Regions from separate parts of the Ovis aries genome. Here all the other regions are linked to region 3. The links are chromatin contacts, called in public Hi-C maps. All regions are on one chromosome and are shown on one strand. Each heading gives the region's core, a stretch centred on a gene start, on an enhancer-like site or on the middle of the called end of the contact. The rest is flanking DNA. Distances are from core to core; before and after follow the strand shown. Region 1 holds the start of SLC38A2 (solute carrier family 38 member 2). Region 2 holds the start of ARID2 (AT-rich interaction domain 2). Region 3 holds the start of SCAF11 (SR-related CTD associated factor 11).

Region 1 (3,836 bases), core at 190-2,689, 350 kb before region 3:
CCTGGTAGGACAAGACCACAAACGTGAACAATTTTGGGTACAAGACAGCATAGGTTCTAAAACGTTTTCACCACACGGTTTAGAAAACAGCCCTTGCAATAAGAGGACTAAGGAAGGAAGCCTTCCTGAGGCTCAGTGACTAAGCCCTGAGTGATGGCGATGGGAAGTTGGGTACTAAAGCAAGAGTATTGTTTAGGTGAGACTGGTCTGACCAGTTGAAGGGGTTGGGAAGAAAGGAGTGTAAAGTGGAATCGGGTCCTCCCATGTCAATCACACTGGTGCAGGCCAAGGGCACCCGCAGCCTCACGTGTCATGGAAACAGACAGTTGTGTACAGATTTCCTCAGGAAAACATTGAAAGCAAAAATTGTGATCACACCCAACCCTGCTCTGTCTCTCCCACGTCTCCAAAAGGAAGAGAGCAGTAGGTCAGGTCGTTTGTTTATTCATTCATTCAACCAACAATTCTCTCTCCTAAGAGGCCTTTGTTTCCAGCCTTTCCGGCAGCACCGAGTATTCCACAGCGAAGGGTCCCCCTAGTTGCCTGGCTCAGCAAGAACACCTCCACACTGGAAGGGGAGCACCGGCATTCCAACGGAGGCAGTGCCTCTGTAAATAGGAGAGAAAGGCGAGGAGGGCGAGGAGAGCTCTTCATTCGGGGTGGTGGAATGAGCGAAACGTGACCAGGAAGGAAAAATGGGATCCTACATCCCCTCGGAGGAGCCGAGTCCCCCACTGGGGACCCTTGCAAAGAGTCTGGCTTGCTGGGCAGGATGTCGCTTTACACTTCATAGGGTGTTCCGTGTCCGTACTAAAAGGATATCCCGATATGGAGCTGCCAACCGACCTAATCAGGCTAGTTCTGAAGATTGAAAGCAGGTCTAGGAACGAGAAGAAAGAACGAGAACAAAAACCTAACCATGGAGACTACGTTGCTCCGTTGGCCCAAGAGTGCGGGAGACAATCCCCCTGTAAATCATAAAAATAGCATGCAGAAAAGCATTGGATGGGCGGGATGTGTCCCCAAAGAGCCTAGAGGAGAAAGGAAAGCCTGCTGGTAACTCGGACACCAGCATATTTGGAGAAAGAGCATATTTGGCACCAGTCTGAGCTGAAAGGGACAGATAGGGGAAAGCACGGGCGAGAGGAGGGGCTCTTTCAGGCTGACCAGAGTCGGCAGAGTGGAGTTAGCCTGGAAGGAGCGGGGGAGGAAGCAGGCGGGGCTGGGCTGCCTAATTCAGCCACCGGGGAGGGGCGCGGGGGGGCAAGGAGGCAGAGGGGCAGGGGGCGGGGCGGGGGCGGGGCGGGGCCTCGCGGGCCCAGGCTGGCCGGGGGCGGAGCCCAGGTGGTGTTGATATACAAAAAAGCAAGCTCCGGAGGCTGGGGCCCCGCCCATTGACGCGTCCTCCCGCTAAAACCCACCGCTCGCCCCGCTGCTCCAGAGCCGCGCGTCGCTGCCGTCCCGGAGCGCTTTTCTCGCACCGCCGCCAGCAGCCCGACCACGCGCTCCGCACACTCGCGCCTTTCCCTTCAGACGGCGGACGCCGGACGATTGGGGCGGCAACTTGCCATTTCCTTGTTTAATTAAAATTATTTTCCTGCTTCTTGTTGGGGTTTTCGTTTTGTTCTGTTTTTATGATTTTTGTTGACTGAGAAAAACTCACCGAAGTCTTTTGCGTGTTGTTTCCGGGATACAGGAGCCCAGACCACCAAGGTAACACGCGCGGGGGCGTCTGTGCAAAAGCCGCGGGGACCGGGCGGGAGTGGGGGAGGGGCCTCCGGGAGGGGCCGCGGCGGGAAGGCAGCTGAGGATGTCGTTTCTTCCCGGGGAGGGCGTTTTCGGTTTGCTGGCCAGACTTCTATCCCGGCCTGCAGCGGGGGTCACTGTCTTCTTATGGGCGGGGGAGGGGCGCGGCGCGGGGGCCGTGTGCCCGCCAAGATCGGAGCCGCATCTTCCCGTTAGGGGGAGGGGAAGCCAGCCAGGCTCGCGGTTCCACTGCGACAAGTCTGGTGACTGATTTGAGTTAATAAAAATAATTAAATCCATGGGTCTTGGAATTTGGGGGAGGGCGGATGTGGGTTCGAGCTTTTAATGTAGCAGAGGCCACGATTGGGGAAGACATACCGGGAACGTTTGACAATCGGCGATCGATATTGCATCAGTTTCCTTTCCGGGCATAGGAGGGGCCGGCCGGGCGAAGAGCTTGCGAGTCAAATGCCAGTGGACGGGTGTGCTCGAGGGCACGGGCGTGCGCGTGTAAACAAACCCTCGGCGCTCTGCGCCCCCTCTGCTCCTCTTCTCGGGAGAAAACTAGTGTCCGCCCTAACGCCCCCTTCGAGTCTGTCTGCCGCAGAGGCATTTTCCCATCTGGGGGCTCCCGGCGTGAAAGGATTACGCGGCATTGCTATTGTAAATGCTGGAAAAGGGGAGCTGTGTGCCTGGGGTACATGCAGCGCACACCTAGCCAAATACCTGGGTGGGATGTGTGCCCTGCGTGCCTGTGCACGACCAAGGAGGCTGCGGGAAAAGCGATACAGAGCTCCCCCCACGCCCCTTTCGTAAAACTTGGGCTAACAGAGAGGGCAAAACGTTAAATTGCGCGGGAGAGGGTCCTTAGGGTCCCGGGGGGGCGCGAGTCTCAGCGGGCGCAGCGTTGCGGTGGGACCATCTTTGTTCTCGGCGGCTCCGCGGTCTGTACTTTTCCGCCCCTCGGCGCGCGCCCCCGCCCCTCGCGCTCGGCTGGTACTTTTCCACTCGCCTGGCGGGGGATGAATCAGCCGCGCTGCGCCTCCCGGCGGTGTCACGTGACCAGGGCGGGCTCTGCAGTCCTGACGCGCCGCCTCTACCTTCACAGGCAGCCGCGCGGGCTCGTGCGTCTCCAAGGACAAAAGGAACCCAGCACTACTCTCAGCGTCCGATTCCTCCCGCTGCCCAACATGAAGAAAGCTGAAATGGGAAGGTTCAATATTTCCCCAGATGAGGACAGCAGCAGCTATAGTTCCAACAGCGACTTCAACTACTCCTACCCCACTAAACAAGCTGCTCTGAAAAGGTGGGAGATGTGTGCGTTTTTAAAAACGGCTTGTGTGCATCGGAAGTTCTTTACGTAGAATTCTGTTGCTTAAAATTATTGTAGCATTTGGAGAGAGCGCGTAATCTCTGGAACATTATCTGGTTGTATGGGAACACGCCTTCAGGTCGTGTGAAAGTCGACTACTACTTAATATGCATTGAAATTAAAATGTGTGACAGCTAAACGCGGGGGCGTTTTGTGTTGAAGCATTCCTTTTGTGTATCTCAACCAATTTAGGATTTTTTTTTGTTTTTCTGTTTTGTAGCCATTATGCCGATGTAGATCCTGAAAACCAGAACTTTTTACTTGAATCGAATTTGGGGAAGAAGAAGTATGAAACTGACTTTGTAAGTTAAAAATAATCATTTGTGTTTCTGTGACTTTATGGAGTAAAAGAATAGTTTTATTTTTAGATTTCAAGTCTAACTTGCCCAAAGCTGGTTTTCTCCATTTAATTATTGTTATATGTTTGGTTATCCTTTTCCCTCTATGTAGCATCCAGGTACTACTTCCTTTGGAATGTCAGTATTTAATCTGAGCAATGCGATTGTGGGCAGTGGAATCCTTGGGCTTTCTTATGCCATGGCTAATACTGGAATTGCTCTTTTTATGTAAGTATGTGTAAGTAGTGAGTCTGCCACGCAGGGCAGTTAATATGATGATACAGCATATATTTTGGCTCCAGAGACTGAATTTACAGTTGCAGTAATTGACTTAGTCATTTGCTTAAAATTTAAAATGTGAGAAATCCAAAAATCACTTT
Region 2 (3,457 bases), core at 946-3,445, 300 kb after region 3:
AAAATAGGTGAGGAAAACTTTCACCTTCTTAGAACCTCCCTTGTGGATATTTAATGTTTCTCAGACTGAAATTAGCAGAAGTTTAGAAACTGATGTGCAAGGTTTGTTTCTTGCTTGGGGCTTTTCTTTTTTCTTTTTGCTAAAGCAAATCTCCCCATAAATCCCTTATTTCCCAACACTGTTGTTAGAGTCACTACTACTCACCGCAAGTAATACTGTTTTAAAGCAAAGGCAGCGTTAGAACAACTTCTGGGAAAGTTGAACTCTTCCACAATTTCTCCCCACTGATTCTTCTCAGAAACCTGTTAAAAACACAGCCACACTTGTCTGAAAGTGCACAATCCAAGAAAACTCAAACCTAACTCTGAATAAATACCCATTCTACAGAGATCTGCAGATCCCTCAGGAATCGGTGGGTGATTCGGCTCGATCCGTAAGAGTAGCTAAGCAAGGGCTGCTTGAATCACTGTGTTTTCACCCGAGAGCCCTGTATTTAATAGCACTTGTTTTGTTTTGGGGGGCGGAAGGGGGGATGTTGGTGGGTTTGTTTTGTTTTTGAAGCCCGGACAATAACCAATCGCAAGTCCCTCTGTCGCCCCCTTTTAAATCTCAACGCGGTCCGTTTACACTAAAAAAAAAAAAGTTCAAAAGGATCAATACTGTTCCGGACAGCGACGTCCGCAGGTTCTGGGGGGGCCCGGGCCGGGGCCGATTCCGATCCCTCTCCCAGATCTATCCATCTCCATAGGCCCTTCTTTGAGGCCTACAGCTTCTGCCTAGCCTTGAAGCCTAAGATGGCTATTTGGAGACAGGTCCTGGTTTCTTTTGTTAGCTGTATAAACCGAGGGCGACGGGGCCGAGGCTGTGCCCCCGGCTGCCGGGATCATTTCGCAGCCGATTATCGATGTTAAACCTGCCCGCGCTAATTTTGAGTTGCACGAAAACTGCTCTCAGAGTCTGTGTGTCTCTGTGTCTCCGCCTGTGCTAGAGCGGCAGCGGCGGCAGAGCTGACTCGCGAGCGAGCGGGCGGGCGGGCGCGGGGCGGGCGCGGGGCTCGGGCGGGCGCCCCGCACGCCCGCACTCCCCGCCGCGGCGCTCAGACCCCGCCGGGCCGGCCGGGCACCGGGCAGGGCGCGAGCCGGCGCCGGGCCGCCCGCCCGCCGAGCCCCGCGCCCGCCGCGCGCACGCGAGCCACCAGGCCAAAAACAGCCCCGCCGCCGTCCGCCTCCGTGCCACCGGCTGGGAGCGAAAAGAACGCCTCTGGCCCCCGCAGGCCACCCCCCCGGCCCCGAGCGCCCACTCCGGGGTCAAAGGAGACTTTTTGGAGGAGGCCAGCGAGAGGGAAATACAAATTAAAACTTCCACTCACCTTCGCGAATCCGCCTAAAGTAGTGACTCTGGTGTAGAGACCGTGAAGATCCAGCTCCTTCCCACCCACCGCAGGGATTTTTTTAAAAGGCGACCTGCGGGAGAGAGAAAGCCCCGCACTTGTCAGCCGGGACCCCGCGGCGGCCCGAGCGGGAGAGCCCCGTTCGCCCCGGCTCGCCCCGGCGCTGCCCCCCCGGTTCTGCTCTCACCCTCTGCTGTGGTGGAACTGCCGCAGCTCGTCCAGGAAAGCGAGTCCCTTTCTCCGCTCGTCCGGAGGCGCCTTCCCCGTCGAGTTTGCCATTATTTTTTCAAAGGAGGTTTTAAAAAAACCCAGATCGGTGTTTTAAAAGCGCCCCCCGCTCCCAGCGCTTCCTACCAGAGCCCAGAGCCCATTCCTCGGCCGGCGGCGGCGGGGCTCAGTCATGGGCCGGCGGTGGCGGCGGCGGCGGCGGCGGCGGCGGCGGCGCAGGGAGGGAGGGAGGGAGGGGGAGGAGGAGGAGGAGGAGGGGAAGGAGGGAGCAGGAGGCCAGGGGGAGAGGAGGGAAGGAGGGAGGGGAATTTCTAAAAAAGTTTAAAGAAATCGGAGCGAAACTAGAGGGGCAGGCGACTGCCGGATCCGCGCGAAGCCGCGGGGCGAGCGCGGCCCCCACCCCTTCCTTCCCTCCCTCCCGCGGCCCGGCTCTCGCCCGCCTCTCAGCGCCGCCGGCTCAGGCGGCTCGGCCCGGGGACGCGATTCAACATGGTGCTGCTGCCGGGGGCGCGCGAGCGGGCGAGGGGAAAGGCGAGCCGACGGTGAGGGGCCGGGGTGGCCGGAGGCCCGGGAGTTTCGGCGGCCGCGGCGGCGGCGGCGGCGGCGGGGCTGGGGCAGGCGGGGCTGGGGGTGGGGAGGGGGAGGTCTGTGTGGTGGTTTGTGGAAAGCGGGGTGACAGCGTGTATTCCGGCCGCAGCTCCGCGGGGCCCTCGCACACATTCACGCGCGGCCTCGCGGCCGGGGCGTCCCCGGGCAGAAGGCACCGGCGGCAGCCGAGCCGCTGCGCGCCGCCCGCCCGCTTCCCTCCCCGCCAGCCTCCCTCTCTGCCGCCTCCAGCGTCGCCGCCACGGCCGGGCAGCCAGAGCCGCACAGCGACCCCCGAGGGCCGGCCGCGGCACTGCGCCTGACTCCACACCGCCCCGGCAGCTCCTCGCGGGGAACAATAGACTCGGCTCGCCGGGCTTAGGGTTCATCTGCAATGTGCCGCACATTTCACACGCACACAAAGCCGGCGGAAAGGGGGGAGGCGCGGGGAAACGGCCACTACCGGTTGTTCCAGGGTTAGGGGTGGAGGCGATGTTCGCGTCCCCGGCCCGGCAGTTGGAAGGGCTGCCTTGGAGTCCCCGCCTGTCCGACAGAACTGGTGTAGAGCTCGGGAGGGAAAGGAAGCCCAGAGGGGAAGCTCCTCACGCTAGCTTCATTCACTGATAGGAATAAAGTCAACCTGTCACCTTTTTTTTTATAAGGTCTAAAAGAATCGGCTTTTCTGAGCTTTGTGGCGATAGTAAGGGGGGGCCTGGTTAGCACATTTTCCATGACTTACCCACAAACTAACTTTAGCAAACTGTAAATTAAATACAATGTGAACTGTCTGTCCTAGTTCTGTGGAAATGGAATCATGCTCTTAATTCATCTTGACTTTTGTTGGTTTCATTTCTCAAACTAGATTATTCTGTGCAGTTATGCAAACAGTAATTAAACTGATTGGGAAGCAATCTTTTGAACTTGGGCGATAATAATTAACGTTTATATTTTTATATTAAGGTCTGTTATAGTTTGCTTAAAACATATTGAATAAAATCTTATGTTTTTGCTTTTTCTCAAATGTCTTAATACGATCCCGGTTTAAAATATTTTTGAAGCTCAAAATAAGAGGCTGTTCAAATGGGAGACGTAACATCTCAACAAATACTACCACAAGTTTATATCTACAAGGGGTGTTGGGGTCAGCCGTTTGCTGCAAATGTTAATTAAGCTTCAAGAATTGTGAAGCATATTATTATTCCCATTTCCGCGATGGCCACTACAGGCAAAGTCACCGACACCCAAGGTCACATT
Region 3 (3,387 bases), core at 43-2,542:
TCTCCGACGTATTCTTGAATGAATCATCACCTGTCTCTATCTAACCACCACCAAATTAGCTTGGTGGTTAGGAGAGACATTACTTGCGGACAAAGGTCTGGCTAGTCAAAGCTATGGTTTTTCCGGTAGTCACGTATGGATGTGAGAGTTCGGCTATAAAGAAAGCTGAGCTCCAAAGAATTGATGTTTTTGAACTGCGGTGTTGGAGAAGACTCTTGAGAGTCCCATGGACTGCAAGGAGATCCAACCAGTCCATCCTAAAAGAAATCAGTCCCAAATATTCATTGGAAGGACTGATGCTGAAGCTGAAACTCCAATACTTTGGCAACCTGATGCGAAGAACTGACTCACTGGAAAAGACCCTCATGCTGGGAAAGACTGAAGGCAGGAAAAGAAGGGGAAGACAGAGGATGAGATGGTTGGATGGCATCACCAACAGGATGGACGTGAATTTGAACAAGCTCCGGGAGCTGTGATGGACAGGGAAGCCTGGTATGCTGCAGTCTATGGGGTCACAAAGAGTCGGACAAATCTAAGCTACTGAACTGAACCACTAAGTGGATCAGGATCACATTTAATTTTTTGTTGTGGGAATTTAGATACGGGGACATGCCTAGGCTTGATGAGTCACGTAGGATACCTCTTCAAAGCGTTTTAAAAATGCCCACTGGGCAGGAAGAAAGAGGTGAGCATATAAGTTGGGGCCACTTTAGCCTCCCTGCAGGATGTAGTTCAGGCGGGTAACGCTGCAGGAAGAAAACTTAATCCACCGCCAAACAACAAAACACTGTTTTCAATAGCAGATAGGATAGTAAAGGCCGCACAAAGCCCCTCATGTCCTGTTCCCCGAGAGCCTTCTTAACTGTCTTCTGCAGCTTGGGTGTACAGCCGGCAACGCAAGGCTGACTCCAGCGCGCCGCGCAGGCGCAGAACCCGCGGCGTGGGAGGGGAGCCGGGCGTTAAGGACGTTTCCCAGAAGCCCGCGCCACGAGCTGGGGCCCTCCCTCCTGCTCGCAGGCCGCGTGACTTGACTCCGCCCGTCACGTTCTTCCGTCGCAAACGGTGGATTGCCAGCGCCCCCCTGAGGTCTGGTTGAGCGCTGCAGTCGTGCACGCAGGGCCAGTGCGAGCGGGTAGGGAAACAGCGAAGGGTCCGCCGCCGCCGCCGCCGCCGCCGGCGTCACCGTAGCGCGCCGACCTGTGGCGGCGCGGCTTAGCCGAGGGGAGAAGAGGGGGAGGGGGAAGGGGACGCGCGGAGCGGAGCGGGAGGAGGCCAGACGGGGCGGGGGGAGGGGGAGCAGCGGTGGCGCAAGCCGCGCGGAGCAGCGCAGCCCGGGTCCGCTCCCTGCTCCACCGCCGCCACCTCCCGCGCCAGCCAGCAGAGCCGGCCTCAGCGGCCCCCGGAATACCTCAGAGCGGACGGAGTCCATGTTGGGGAACTTGGCGGCGGCGTGACGGGAACCTGGGGACCTGCAGTGGGGCTGCCGCCGCCGCCGGAGCCTGCGCCTCGACCTCGGCCTGAGGTAAACACGGGCCGACCCCGGGGGTGGACGGGCGCAGGCAGCTGTCGCTGCGGGGTGGGGTGGACGGGCCGGCGGAGTGGGGGAGAGGGGGCCCGGGGCGATGGGAGGGCGGACAAAGTTTCGGAATCCCGCGCGGCCCAGGCGGCGTTCTGCGCTCGGAGGAAAGTTGGAGCCGCCTCTCGAGGCGGGGGAGGCTGAGGCGGGGAGGCCCCGCGTTCCTCTCGCCACCCCCGCGAGGGCGGCCCCGTGTCGGCCGCCGCCGCCTCGCTGTCGGTACCCCGTCCCATTTCCTCCTTGTGGCCTACCCGCCGCCTCCGCCGGCGGCTCCCGTCCCCGCCCGGGGTCCTGGGGGAGTGGGTTGAGCCTAGGGTTCTCGGCGGCAGGGTCGCCACACGTCCAACCCCGTCCCTGCGGGGCACTGTGTCCTGCTGGGCTTCCGGGAGCTCCCCGACTCCGGCTCTCTCTCGACTTGGGAGACTTTGCTTTTGTCAATAGCGTCCAAGCCCGTTTGTGAAACCAAACTTTACTGCGCGGTGACCTCTCGGAGTGCGCGACTAGGGAAGAGCCGGCGTTTCAGAGCATCCGCGTTACCCCATGCTCTGAATTCCAAACTCTTCTCCCACCTTCGATTTTTAAACCAGTTTCCCCGTCTGATGAGAGGGCCGGGAGGTCTCAACTTGGCTCCATCAGTCGCTCCTCCTTAGCTACTAGGAATTTTGAACCATTAAAAACATTTTTTAGAGATGTCTGGCCGTCTTGCTCTGTCCCCCCATTTTGAAAAATTGTTCTGAAAGTAAGCGCCTGATTTGAGAGTAGTTGAATAAAACATTCAGATACGAATATGGAATTTAAAAATATTCTCAAAGTATTTCTGTACCCTGTTATATACACAGTGTCTACGAGTTGAGCGTTTTTCAGTCATTTTGGTTTACATTTTAATATTTTTGTCACTGCTAGTGAACTAAGATATTCAGGCAGAACTGACCAAAAAGTTTTTAATATAGTGCTTTGGCTAGTAGATGCCGTTCTTCAGTTTTCCCAATTTGGGAAATTCACTGAATATTGGAAAAAGCGTGTTTAGTAGATGCGTTTTTTCATTATAAAACAGAAGTTGATTCGTGCATATGACTACTTACCTCAGCAGGATGTTGAAGTACATTCTTAAATGTGGGTTTTGTGTTTTATTGGTATTAAAATTTTGATATGTAATCAAGTCTTTTTCCACGTTATTGCTTTCTCTTCCCTGTTTCTTTGGCAGTTGGCCTAATCATTTGACTTTTTTGCTGTTTGCTAAGAGCTGCGATAAAGTTTGTGGGACTTTTGTTTTTGTTGTTTTAACGAACTGGCAGAAGAAATGAAATTGTCTTTTTTATTTCTTTTGTTTTACTATTATGAAAGGTAATCTGAGTTTACTTTGTATTTTGTTTATGCAATATGAAGAATTTTTTAAAGATTATCAATTCTTATTGTAACTGCATTTTTTTTCCGCTATAGTTTTTTCTTGTTCGGTGCTTGCAAGTATTTTAATAATCAGTACATTTTTCGTTGAGCTGGTGACCTTTATGCTTGAGAATTTGAGTACCTCTTAAGATTTTGGCAGGGTAGGATTTGGATCTCTGCTTACTCAAGTGTACTTATGCTATAAAGACATTTTCACTACGTTGAGGGGGAAGAAAACTGGAAGAAAATGGAAAATTGTTCCTAAATGTGTTACTTGAAACTTAAGTCATGGAAAGTTTTTAAGGGGCGTATTTTTGTATGCTTTTAGGTGGTAGTAACGGGTTTCATTGCTTATACAGTTCTATTTGCTAACTAAACAAATGTTTGAAATTCCCTCTATTTCAGGCTTTTTTATACTTAAGCTC

The links. A called contact is a pair of places that touch in the nucleus more often than the background predicts.
Region 1: a Hi-C map of liver shows a contact between it and region 3, with 4 times the contacts expected there. The contact joins the promoter of SLC38A2 here to the promoter of SCAF11 in region 3. A contact is called at or near these places in 2 of 16 Hi-C or Micro-C datasets (blood and liver).
Region 2: a contact with region 3 is called in a Hi-C map of hypothalamus, with 7 times the contacts expected there. The contact joins the promoter of ARID2 here to the promoter of SCAF11 in region 3. A contact is called at or near these places in 7 of 16 Hi-C or Micro-C datasets (blood, hypothalamus, liver and 3 more).

Annotation. Positions count from the first base shown.
Region 1 is chr3:140,134,837-140,138,672 of ARS-UI_Ramb_v3.0, forward strand. SLC38A2 (solute carrier family 38 member 2) reads left to right here and starts at 1,440. Exons shown (of 16, transcript XM_004006421.5): 1 at 1,440-1,713; 2 at 2,855-3,052; 3 at 3,339-3,420; 4 at 3,569-3,684. The coding sequence starts at 2,937.
Region 2 is chr3:140,791,910-140,795,366 of ARS-UI_Ramb_v3.0, forward strand. ARID2 (AT-rich interaction domain 2) reads right to left here and starts at 2,196. Exons shown (of 21, transcript XM_004006425.6): 1 at 1,578-2,196; 2 at 1,370-1,463; 3 at 205-302. The coding sequence starts at 1,669.
Region 3 is chr3:140,489,694-140,493,080 of ARS-UI_Ramb_v3.0, forward strand. It overlaps SCAF11 (SR-related CTD associated factor 11), which reads left to right and starts at 1,293. Exons shown (of 16, transcript XM_027967427.3): 1 at 1,293-1,522.